Linked DNA regions of Danio rerio: region 2 is linked to region 1. The links are chromatin contacts, called in public Hi-C maps. All regions are on one chromosome and are shown on one strand. The core of a region is the stretch at or near the end of the contact, and the rest is flanking DNA. Distances in the headings are between cores, read along the strand shown. Region 1 has its middle 29 kb from the start of pcgf1. Region 2 holds the start of fgf24 (fibroblast growth factor 24).

Evidence for each region. Hi-C and Micro-C count contacts between places; a contact is called where the count stands out from the background.
Region 2: a contact with region 1 is called in a Hi-C map of an unstated tissue, with 2.5 times the contacts expected there. The contact joins the promoter of fgf24 here to the enhancer-like site in region 1. A contact is called at or near these places in 1 of 18 Hi-C or Micro-C datasets (an unstated tissue) and 1 of 4 datasets of contacts at active chromatin or transcription factors (caudal fin).

What each region holds. Positions count from the first base shown.
Region 1 is chr14:5,963,447-5,968,483 of GRCz12tu, reverse strand. No RefSeq gene overlaps it. Among named protein-coding and RNA genes, the nearest start is that of pcgf1, 29 kb to the right of the region's middle. Within about 2 kb of position 2,368, at least 8 of the 62 cell types and tissues checked have an H3K27ac peak or open chromatin away from gene starts, as enhancers often do.
Region 2 is chr14:6,074,096-6,079,132 of GRCz12tu, reverse strand. It overlaps fgf24 (fibroblast growth factor 24), which reads left to right and starts at 2,648. Exons shown (of 5, transcript NM_182871.3): 1 at 2,648-3,305; 2 at 3,502-3,538. The coding sequence starts at 3,274.

The sequences.
Region 1 (5,037 bases), core at 1,119-3,618:
TGTAGTTTTGCAAACTATTACTTATGTATTTGGGTAAAAGACTAAAGGCCCATTTTAGTGTTGGTATTAAATACAATTTACAAAAGTTTATCAATACATAGAAAGCATATAATATGTAAGTAGTTTTGGTATTTCAAATAATTGTATTTATAATTCATTCATTTTTCTTTGGGATTTATCAGTGGTCGCCACAGCGGAATGAACAGTCAACTTTTCCGGCATATGTTTAACGCAGCGGATGCCCTTTTAGCCACAACCCAGTGCAGGCAAAGACCCATACACATTCACACACTGATACACTACGGCCAATTTAGTTAATTCAATTCACCTATAGCATATTCACCTATGTCTTTGGACTATGGGGAAAACCGGAGCACCCAGAGAAAACCAATGACTGTATAAAATATGGACTTTTGCAGAATAAGATCATGCAGAATATTTATTTTATGATTGCAATCAGATGGGCACTACAAGTCCCAGCAGGCTTAGCGCCAGGTGAGTAAGTATTGTTGTTTACGTGCAGACACTTTATTTCTTGGTTACAGCGTAAATTAACAACAAGTACCAGACTGCTCAGCGCTATATAAGTGTCACAAAGTTCGTTTGGCTTTTTGGCTTCTGGGTTTTGCATTCCGGTCGCGGCACATCAAGGCCGAGCTGACACTTCACGTGATGCGTAGCTGATAAGTAAACAGGATTAATATTGCCAGATCTTCTTTGCAAACTCATTTAAAGAGTGCTATTACTGGATCATTGCCTACTGATTGTTGCCTGAGTGTCAGAATGGAAACTTATGGATCTTAGAGGGATGCACGATTGCCGTTTACCTTAGATCTACATTAATATTTTTGTTACTGACGTTTTTTTTGCATGCGAATTTGGGTTGTTTATTATGCTATGAGTTTGAATGGAGCTTGCATTATTTGTATTTACCTTTGTTAATCCTTTCTTTCTTTTGTAGGCTCTACTTTAGATTTGCTTTATACCATCAGTTGCAAATGGGTTCCCTGCACTGTATGGATGGCGGGGGAAAAAAGGTGGTTGGGGTTGTGTGGTGATTTGGTCACTTTATTGATTTTGAGTTTTTTAGGTGGCTGTGAGTGTTGTGAGAACAATGCTGCTTCTGTGCCTCATCTGGGTAACCGGTAGTCATTAGTGTTTTAATTTTTTATTATTTACTTTACCTGTTATTTACATTAAACGTTAAAAATATTTGTATCTTTTTCATAATACAACTTGTGAAATAAAATGAATAGTTTTCCTGATTGAGCTGCATGGTGGCGCAGTGGGTAGTACGTTCGCCTCACAGCAAGAAGGTCGCTGGTTCGAGCCTCGGCTGGGTTAGTTGGAATTTCTGTGTGGAGTTTGCATGTTCTCCTTGTGTTGACACAACGCAATGTCATGGCAATTCATAACTTTTTGATTTAGTGGCTAATTCATATGAATTTGTACAATCTTATTCGTACAATTTAGTATGATTTGCTCATCACCCAATGACGGTTGGGGTTAGGAGTGGGGTTGGGTGCCACGCCTCCTTTTTATAAGGCTTCGTCTGGGTGCTCCGGTTTCCCCAAAGTCCAAAGACATGCGGTACAGTCCAAAATGTATGCTTGTGAATAAGAGTGTATGGATGTTTCCCAGTGATGGGTTGCAGCTGGAAGGGCATCCGCTGCGTAAAAAGTAAGTTGGTGGTTCATTCCGCTGTGGCGACCCCAGATTAATAAAGGGACTAAGACGAAAATAAAATGAATGAATGAATGTTTTCCTGATTGTAAGTCACTTCATTTACCCTTTGCTTAATAGAATTGATTGGTAAAAGTCATCTGGTCACATAAGAACTAATAAACAGCCAGTATCTTAATAATATGCAGGTAAAAATCCAGTAGTTTATAGCGAGTTTCAGTACCTAAAGTGTTCCTTGTTCCAAATATGCCTGGAAATTTTTTGGCATAACCCCCCTTTTCGTCTTTGACCCATATACCGAACTCAGTCTGTTCACAATGAATCTAAACTAGCTACAGTTTGAAGAAAATTCCCAGAATATTAATTGCACCAGTACCCATTAATTGTCTGGGAATTGTTGACCTGGGCTCGAGTTTGGGGATATTTCTCCATGGAAATGGTTCTGTCATAGCATGTACAGCTGAAATGGTAGAGTGTTTGTCCTCTCCCCTCCCTGCTCAATCTGACTCTGATTAACGCCGCAGCCCATGGCGGGGTGGGAACTGACCTCCGCAGTGATGTCATCACGACCGGAGCACTCCAGGTTGACCATCGCATACGAGGCGGGGAGCTGAGTCATGCGCTACATGCCCGGAGCTCTGGATTTTCCGTCAGGAATAGCGCGGAGCACGGCTGTTTGTTTCCCAACGCCGGCTGAGGTCATGACGGGATTGAGTGGAACGTGTGCTGTATCTTTGGCTGGGCGAGAGGCGTAGAGAGTCCACCCTCATTCTGATACACTCGCTGCTGGGCCTCCTTTTCGCCATGTGCTCAGACTCGCGCACACACACACACACACACACACACACACACACACCTCTTCCCTGGAGAAATCTGTTTCACCATATATCCTTAGGACCGGCCAGGCTCAGCGATCACCACACACACTTTTGTTCCTTGACAGAGTCTCACTTTTCATGCACTGGGACCCGTCTCCTACAATACACGGCCCACCCAGGAGCGCAGCTTACCCATTTCATAATGTGTGTGCGTGTAAGTGGGCAGGTGGGTGTGTATTTGCACAACTCATCTGTTTCTGTAGGTGATTTGTTTTAAAACGAACGTATGCTTTGGGACGCAGTGTTGCATTCCATGTATGTACGCATAGCGAACACAGCTGCTCCCGCTCACCTCGTATCACTGCAAATATCTGGCTCTGCCTTCGCTTTCACTCTGGAGCCTCACACAAATATCTATTCTTCATTCGTCTGTATTTCCAGCAGGCATCTCCGAGCTCACTGCTGCCATTTTTGTCTCTTTTTCTGCATTTGTGTTGAATGCAGGCACCGACATGCAGAGGACAATCGATCAACGTGCCAGTCGATTGGTCTGACAGTCTTGTAGAAAAGGCCTGACAAATGGATCACGGCAATCTAAAGCCAAATCAAGCTGTCATTGGGCTCCCAGAGCAAACGAATGAGACATGTCAGAGATCAGAGGACACGCTCGCAACACTTTGCTGTTTATTTAAGCCATTCATGCTTGTCGGAGACTAATGTACACGGTTCTTTGTGCGTCTTTGAATCTGTGCCAGCCTTGCAGTGTCTGGGAGCAAATGGAAACTGAGAGGATGCAGACTTGGTTGGGGTAAAACAAGAATGCAAAAAGAAAGCATGCAACATTTACCAGATAGTATTCAACGAAATGCATGGTTTACAAGGCAAATATTTAATTTCATTCATTCATTTTCTTTCGCATTAGTCCATTCATTAATCAGGGGTTGCCACAGCGGAATGAACCACCAACTTATCCAGCATATGTTTCACACAGCGGAAGCCCTTCCAGCTAAAACACTCGTACACTACTGTCAATTTACTTTAATCCAGCGGTGTCCAAACTCTGTCCTGGAGGGCCGGTGTCCTGAAGAATTTTGCTCCAACTTGCCTCAACACACCTGCAAGACGTTTCTAGAAAGCCTAGTAGGAGCTTGATTAGCTAGCCTAGGTGTTTCTGATTGGGCTTGGAACTAAACTTTGCAGGACACTGGCCCTCCAGGACCGAGTTTGGACACCCCTGCTTTAATCAATTCCGCTTTAGCACGTGTCTTTGGACTGTGGGGTAAACTGGAGCACCTGGAGGAAACCCACGCAAACTCCACACAGAAATGTCAACTGACCTAGCCGGGACTCAAACCAGCGACCTTCTTGCTGTGAGGCGACAGTGCTAACCAGATTAGTCCTAGAGGGCCGGAGTTAAGCTCCAACTTGCTTCACCACACCTGCCTGGAAGTTTCTAGTATATAGTAAGAGCTTGATTAGCTGGTTCAGGTGTGTTTGATTAGGGTTGGAGCTAAACTCTCCAGGACACAGGCCCTCCAGGACCGAGTGTGGACACCCCTGCACTAGGGTATATGCATTGTTAAGCAAAAGGACTTTTAGTACATATATAGTATTATAATATATAGTATTATAATAATAATTACATACAAATATAAATAAATAAAATAATAAATCAGAATGATAAATCAGCTCTCTTACCCTCTCGTTACCATTAGGTGAATAAAAATAACTATAAGTGTGTGTGTGTGTCTGTGAAGTGTGTATATACAGTATGTATGTGTATATAATGTATATATTACACATACACACACTACCATTTATATATATATATATATATATATATATATATATATATATATATATATATATATATATATATATATATATATAACCTTTAATGATGTTTTGTTAAAAAATTTTAAACAATTAAATTATTATTATTATTAATTATTATTGTTGCGAAAATATATTTTATATGCATAAATTTGACGTTGACATGCTGCTTGATTTAAATTTAAATGCTTACTTGATTTAAATTTTGTGGTATGTCCACATGCATCTTCATTCATTTCACTTTTTGTGTGTCGAGTATGAGCTTGCTCAATGAGCATGAGCAAAGGAGTCATGGTTTCATAATGTTATATTGCTATAAGTTTTTATTTCACATGACTTTTTTTAGAGCTCAAAAACAACGATTTACCTAATTTATCTCTATAACCACACGAAACAATAATTATTTCTTAGCCATATATTTTTAATGTGTCAAAACAAGCAAAATATTGCTGTATACTATACTTTTTATTTAACAAAACATTTCTTTAAAAATAACGATAAGCAATAAAATAATTATTGTCATGTATCAAAAATAAGCTTGGTAATCTGTCGTGGCTAAAGATCTCTCGGATCACCAGTAACTGCACATGAATGGAAAATTCATCTCCCATTAAAGCAATATTGTAAAAAAGGTCATTAAACCATTTTAACAAAAATGAAAGCAAAGAAAACCGTAAGCAAATGAAAGCAGGTGAAACATACC
Region 2 (5,037 bases), core at 1,399-3,898, 110 kb before region 1:
ACACCTCCGCTGCATTTCAATGCCACATGACTTATAGCACAATATTGAAAATTCGAGTTCGACAAGCACTTGCATTTCAATGCTGTCTGAGAGGAATCAACAAACTCCAGCAATAAAACACTTTCAGCGCTGGGAAGTTAACAAACGAGCTGGAACGAGGGTGATCAGTTGAAAGATATATTCGCTGCATGCTTTGGGAAGTTTAAATACTTCAATTTGGGAACTGAAATGTTATTAACTACATCTTAAGGATCTTAATTACACCTCAGAAAAGTAAATAAGCGTGTATGTATGCGTGTATGTAGTGATGTGACATTTGTTGAGACTGTGTGTCAAAGTCGTCACATTTATAACATATTCTGCCATATATTTTGATAAGGTCAAATGGAGAAACCCAATTAATAATAATAAAAAGATGTTTACCTTTTAAGAGATAGTAATTAAAAATATGCCATCATTTACTCACCCTCGACCTGTTTCAAAGTGTTTTATTGAACACAAAAGAGAATATATTTAGGAGAATATTGGGCACTTGTTTAATCTACTTAATTAAAATGAGCTGAAACAACACAATTCTTGAGATTTTATATGTTCAATCCAGATAAATTTGCTAAAAGTGCTAAGTTAACTTAATAGATTTGTATTGGGACAACATGAATGAATTGTGTGGAACCCTGCATTTTTTACAGTGTCGGAAAACAAGTACTATTGAAGTCAATGATTTCAGGTTTCCAACATTCTTCAAAATATCTTCTTTAGTGTTCAACAACAGAACAAACAAACAAACAAAAAACACTTGAAAGAAGTCAAGGATGAGTAAACATTGACAGAATGTTCATTTTTATAGGTGAACTGTCTCTTTAAGAAATATGTTGCTGTATAGGTGTAAAAAATACAGTAAAATGCATCAAATAAAATGTCAAAAATATGAGTTCAATTGTGTTCAATCTGTATATATATATATATATATATATATATATATATATATATATATGTGTGTGTGTGTGTGTGTGTGTGTGTGTGTAGGCACTATTTAATTATTATACATACTCTAACTTTTGCTTAATAAAATATATAAGAACAAGGAATAATTCAAAGTAATGTTATTACAATTTACATGAATTATAATATGCATAATAAAAAAGGGCATTTCTGACAAATTTTGGTACAACCTAGTTGTTTGAAACATAGTGGCAAAGTATAAAGATTTGAAATGAAAAAAAAAATCTGTAAATTTAATGGTTTATTTCCTGGGGTGTCGGGGAAAAAAAAGTAAAATAACGGCTGTTAAATTACAGAAATGTAAAAAATGTAAAATGTAAAAAGAAATTTTAATTTCTGGTAAATTTATGTAATTCAGCCACTGTTACTTTACAGTAAATTACTGTATTTCAGCCTCTGTTATTTTACTGTAATTTTTTTGTAATTTAAAGGCTGTTATTTTATGTTTTTTTTTTCCGACACCCCAAAAAATAAACCATAAAATTACGGATTTTTCATACAAGCCCGGAAATATCAACGTATTAAAATCCAGGGCTTTTAATATGTCATTAAAATTGTTGTTCTAAATACATGACAGGATTTATTTATTTATTTATTTGTTTATTTATTTATTTGTTTATTTATTTATTTTGGATATTTGAAATTATGGTACTCTGAATTACATTTTAGTATTTTTTAAGTGCATTTAGATAAAAAAAAACAGCTTGCCGAAGCAGTGTCACTATATATATATATATATATATATATATATATATATATATATATATATATATATATATATATATATACTCACTGGCTCACTCACTATTAAATTTAAACACTGTAAAACCCAACAGTCAAATTTATCAAATGAAATGAGTGTAGTTAACTCAAAATTTACTGAAAGTTAATTTTACTCATTTGAAAAGAGTTTTGAACTCAGTGTTGAAGGTACCTGATTACTTTAACTTAAATGGAGCAGGTTCACATATAGATTAGTTTTTTTTTTTTTTTACTCAAATGGTTTGTTGCAATCGATTTCCTCAAATGGTTTGAGTTGCCTTAAATTATTGGGTTTTACAGTACTCAGTTGTTTGAGTTCTCTTTATTTATCGGGTTTATGCTCAAATTGCTTCGTTTACTCAAATGGATTAAGTTCACAGTACTCATTGGGCTTAGTTTTTGAACCTAAATGGTTTGTCGCAATCGGTTTCCTCAAATGGTTTGAGTTACCTTAACTTATTGGGTTTTACAGTGTTGTAGACTTTTTTAGTACACTGCATGAATCCATAACCGACCTTTAATGAATATTATCGGCAATAAAAAAACATTGATTGTCAGTATATGTATTTTTAGCTTCGCACAAGTGTAACGCCTCTTTCTCTTTACCCCATCAGATGAGAATTTGGTTATCTCAAGCCCGCGTGTCTGGTTTTGCTCAACTGAAATGCACCTGTTTACGAGTTCGCATGTGAAATCCGCCAGGAATTCTCACAGAATCGCATCGACTCGACGAACGAGCTCGAGAAAGTCGGAGAAGCGCAAAGCAAGCGGCGCCCAGACTGAGGGAAAGCGCATTCCGCGCACCGATGGACTCTCTCGGATCACCCTATCAGGTGCAAAACCACTGACAGGTTTCCACCCACCACCAACCCAAAACCCCTCAGTGCGCTCCAGCCCTCCGCAGCACACAGACATACACAGTCCTGTACCATCATCCAGCGCTCATCCAGGATTTGCCACGCGACTTTCCCTGTACAAACCACCCGGATAACAGTAAAGAAAATGTAAAGAAGAGACTTCTCGAAAAAAAAGATCATCTATCCTGACAACTTTAGGACTAGTTGGGAAAGTTTTCCTCTTGAACAGCGGGCACACGGGACGCTTGGAATGAGGCGCGCGCTTTCAGGTGTCTTCAGCAGGTACGAGCAGGATTTATATCGTTTTTATATCGCGTGCTGGATCGAGAAGAAGCAGTGAAGTTCACGGATTGTTCGCCGAGAAGGAGACACCCCGATTGAACCTTTAACCGATTCAATCTTTGCGCGCTTTGGCGAGAGAGCGCAGCGCGCGCGGACACCACCGGGGAGACGTCGTTTTGCGTTTGTTCCGATCTCTTTTCAAACGCGAAACAGCCTCATGCTGCTTCCAGCGGCACATTTACGCTTCCCTCATCTCTGTTTTCCCTGGGATTGCACCTCTCCTCCGGGGTTTTGTTTGTGAGACACTGGCGGGGCTCCGCGCGCCACTTACTGGAGCGGCAAACGCTGGAAACAGGTGTATTTGACCAAGATGTCTGTTCTGCCGTCAAGGTTCATCTACGTGTAAGGAACATTCTTAATAATATATTTGATTCGCTTTGAGCTCCTGCATTCTTGCCAATAGAAGTCGCTCAAAGCCAGCCTTAAGATGTACGGCTACATTTTTTTTTTATATCTGGTGTAATTGCTTGTGATTCACCCCTCCTTACTTCCCTTCTGTCTCTCCCTCTCATTCCCCCTCTTCTTCTTCTCTTTCCAGGTGTTTACATTTGCTGGTGCTCTACTTCCAGTTGCAGGTAAGTCTGGCTGTTTTGATTGTCATCGTGAATCTGGGTTAATGCGGGGATTATGAGGATGCGCCGCCGGTGCGCAAACACAAAGCTTGTTTAATTTGTTGTCTTAAGGTTTTTGAAAGCAGGCGCATGGGAAATCTACACCCCAGAGGCTGTGAAATTAAAAAGTGACTTTGGATTTGTTGGTGGTCTTGCCAGGGGAATAGAATTTCTCTCTTCTCTAAAAACACGTCTGGGTTTTGCATTTGTGCGTCCTTGTGTTTTATTCAGCCTGGAGAAAATTAAACTTGTCAGTTTCTAACAATACGGCTCGTGCTCGTCCAAAGCATCATTGTATCTTTCAGAACAGTTAGTAAACAGTTCGTTTTGAGAGATTTAACGCTGGAGATTGACGTACGTGATATGTGCATTTTGTTTTTTAATGAACTCGTGACCTTCTGGTTTTGTGCTACGTTTATTTAACATGCAAAAGGATGAACACTGTTGTCTGCCATGAAATTAAAAGAAAAGAACATTAAGACAAGACTGACAGATAATTTGTTTTTTGTTTTAATTTGAAGAGTTCATATACAAAAAGCTCTAAGTGCCATATGAATTTTTGCTATAAAATTAGCATTTTTTTTCCAAGCTATTGTGTGTAGGTTCAGTAATTTGAATTTTAGAGCAAATAATATGTTATTTTTATTGCCTTTAAAGTGAAATAACTGAACATAAACACAGAAGGCTGAGAAAAATGCTCATTCAGTTGAAGTCAGAATTACTTGGCCCCTTTGATATGTTTTTCTTTTTTAAATAATTCCCAAATAATGTTTAACAGAGCAAGGAAATTTTTACAGTGTGTCTGATAATATTTTTTCTTCTGGAGAAAGTCTTATTTGTTTTATTTCGGCTAGAATAAAAGCAGTTCTTAATTTTTTAAAAACCATTTTAAGGTCAAAATTATTAAGGTCAAAATTATTAGCCCCTTTAAGCCATATATTTTTTGATAGTCCATGATTAAACTATCTTTATATACATAAACGTACAATTATGTGCTCATACAGTATGTCTTTATAAAAATGTATGTCTATATGTCTATATAAACATAAAAAAAATATTATACATATAAATACAGTTGAAGTCAGAATTATTAGCAGAATTATTGTTTATTTTTTCCCCCAAATTTCTGTTTAAAAGAGAGAATATTTTTTAGCACATTTCTAAAAATAATAGTTTTAATAACTCATTTCTAATAACCGATTTATTTTATCTTTGTCATGATGACAGTAAATAATATTTGACTAGATATTTTTTAAGACACTTCTATACAGATTAAAGGGCAATTTAAATGATTAATTAGGTTAATTAGGTTAGGTTAATTAGGCAAGTTATTGGACTATCGAAAAGAAAAATTTATGGTATAAGGGGGCTAACAATTTTGACCTTAAAATGGTGTTTAAAAAATTAAGAACTGCTTTTATTCTAGCCGAAATAAAACAAATAAGACTTTCTCCAGAAGAAAA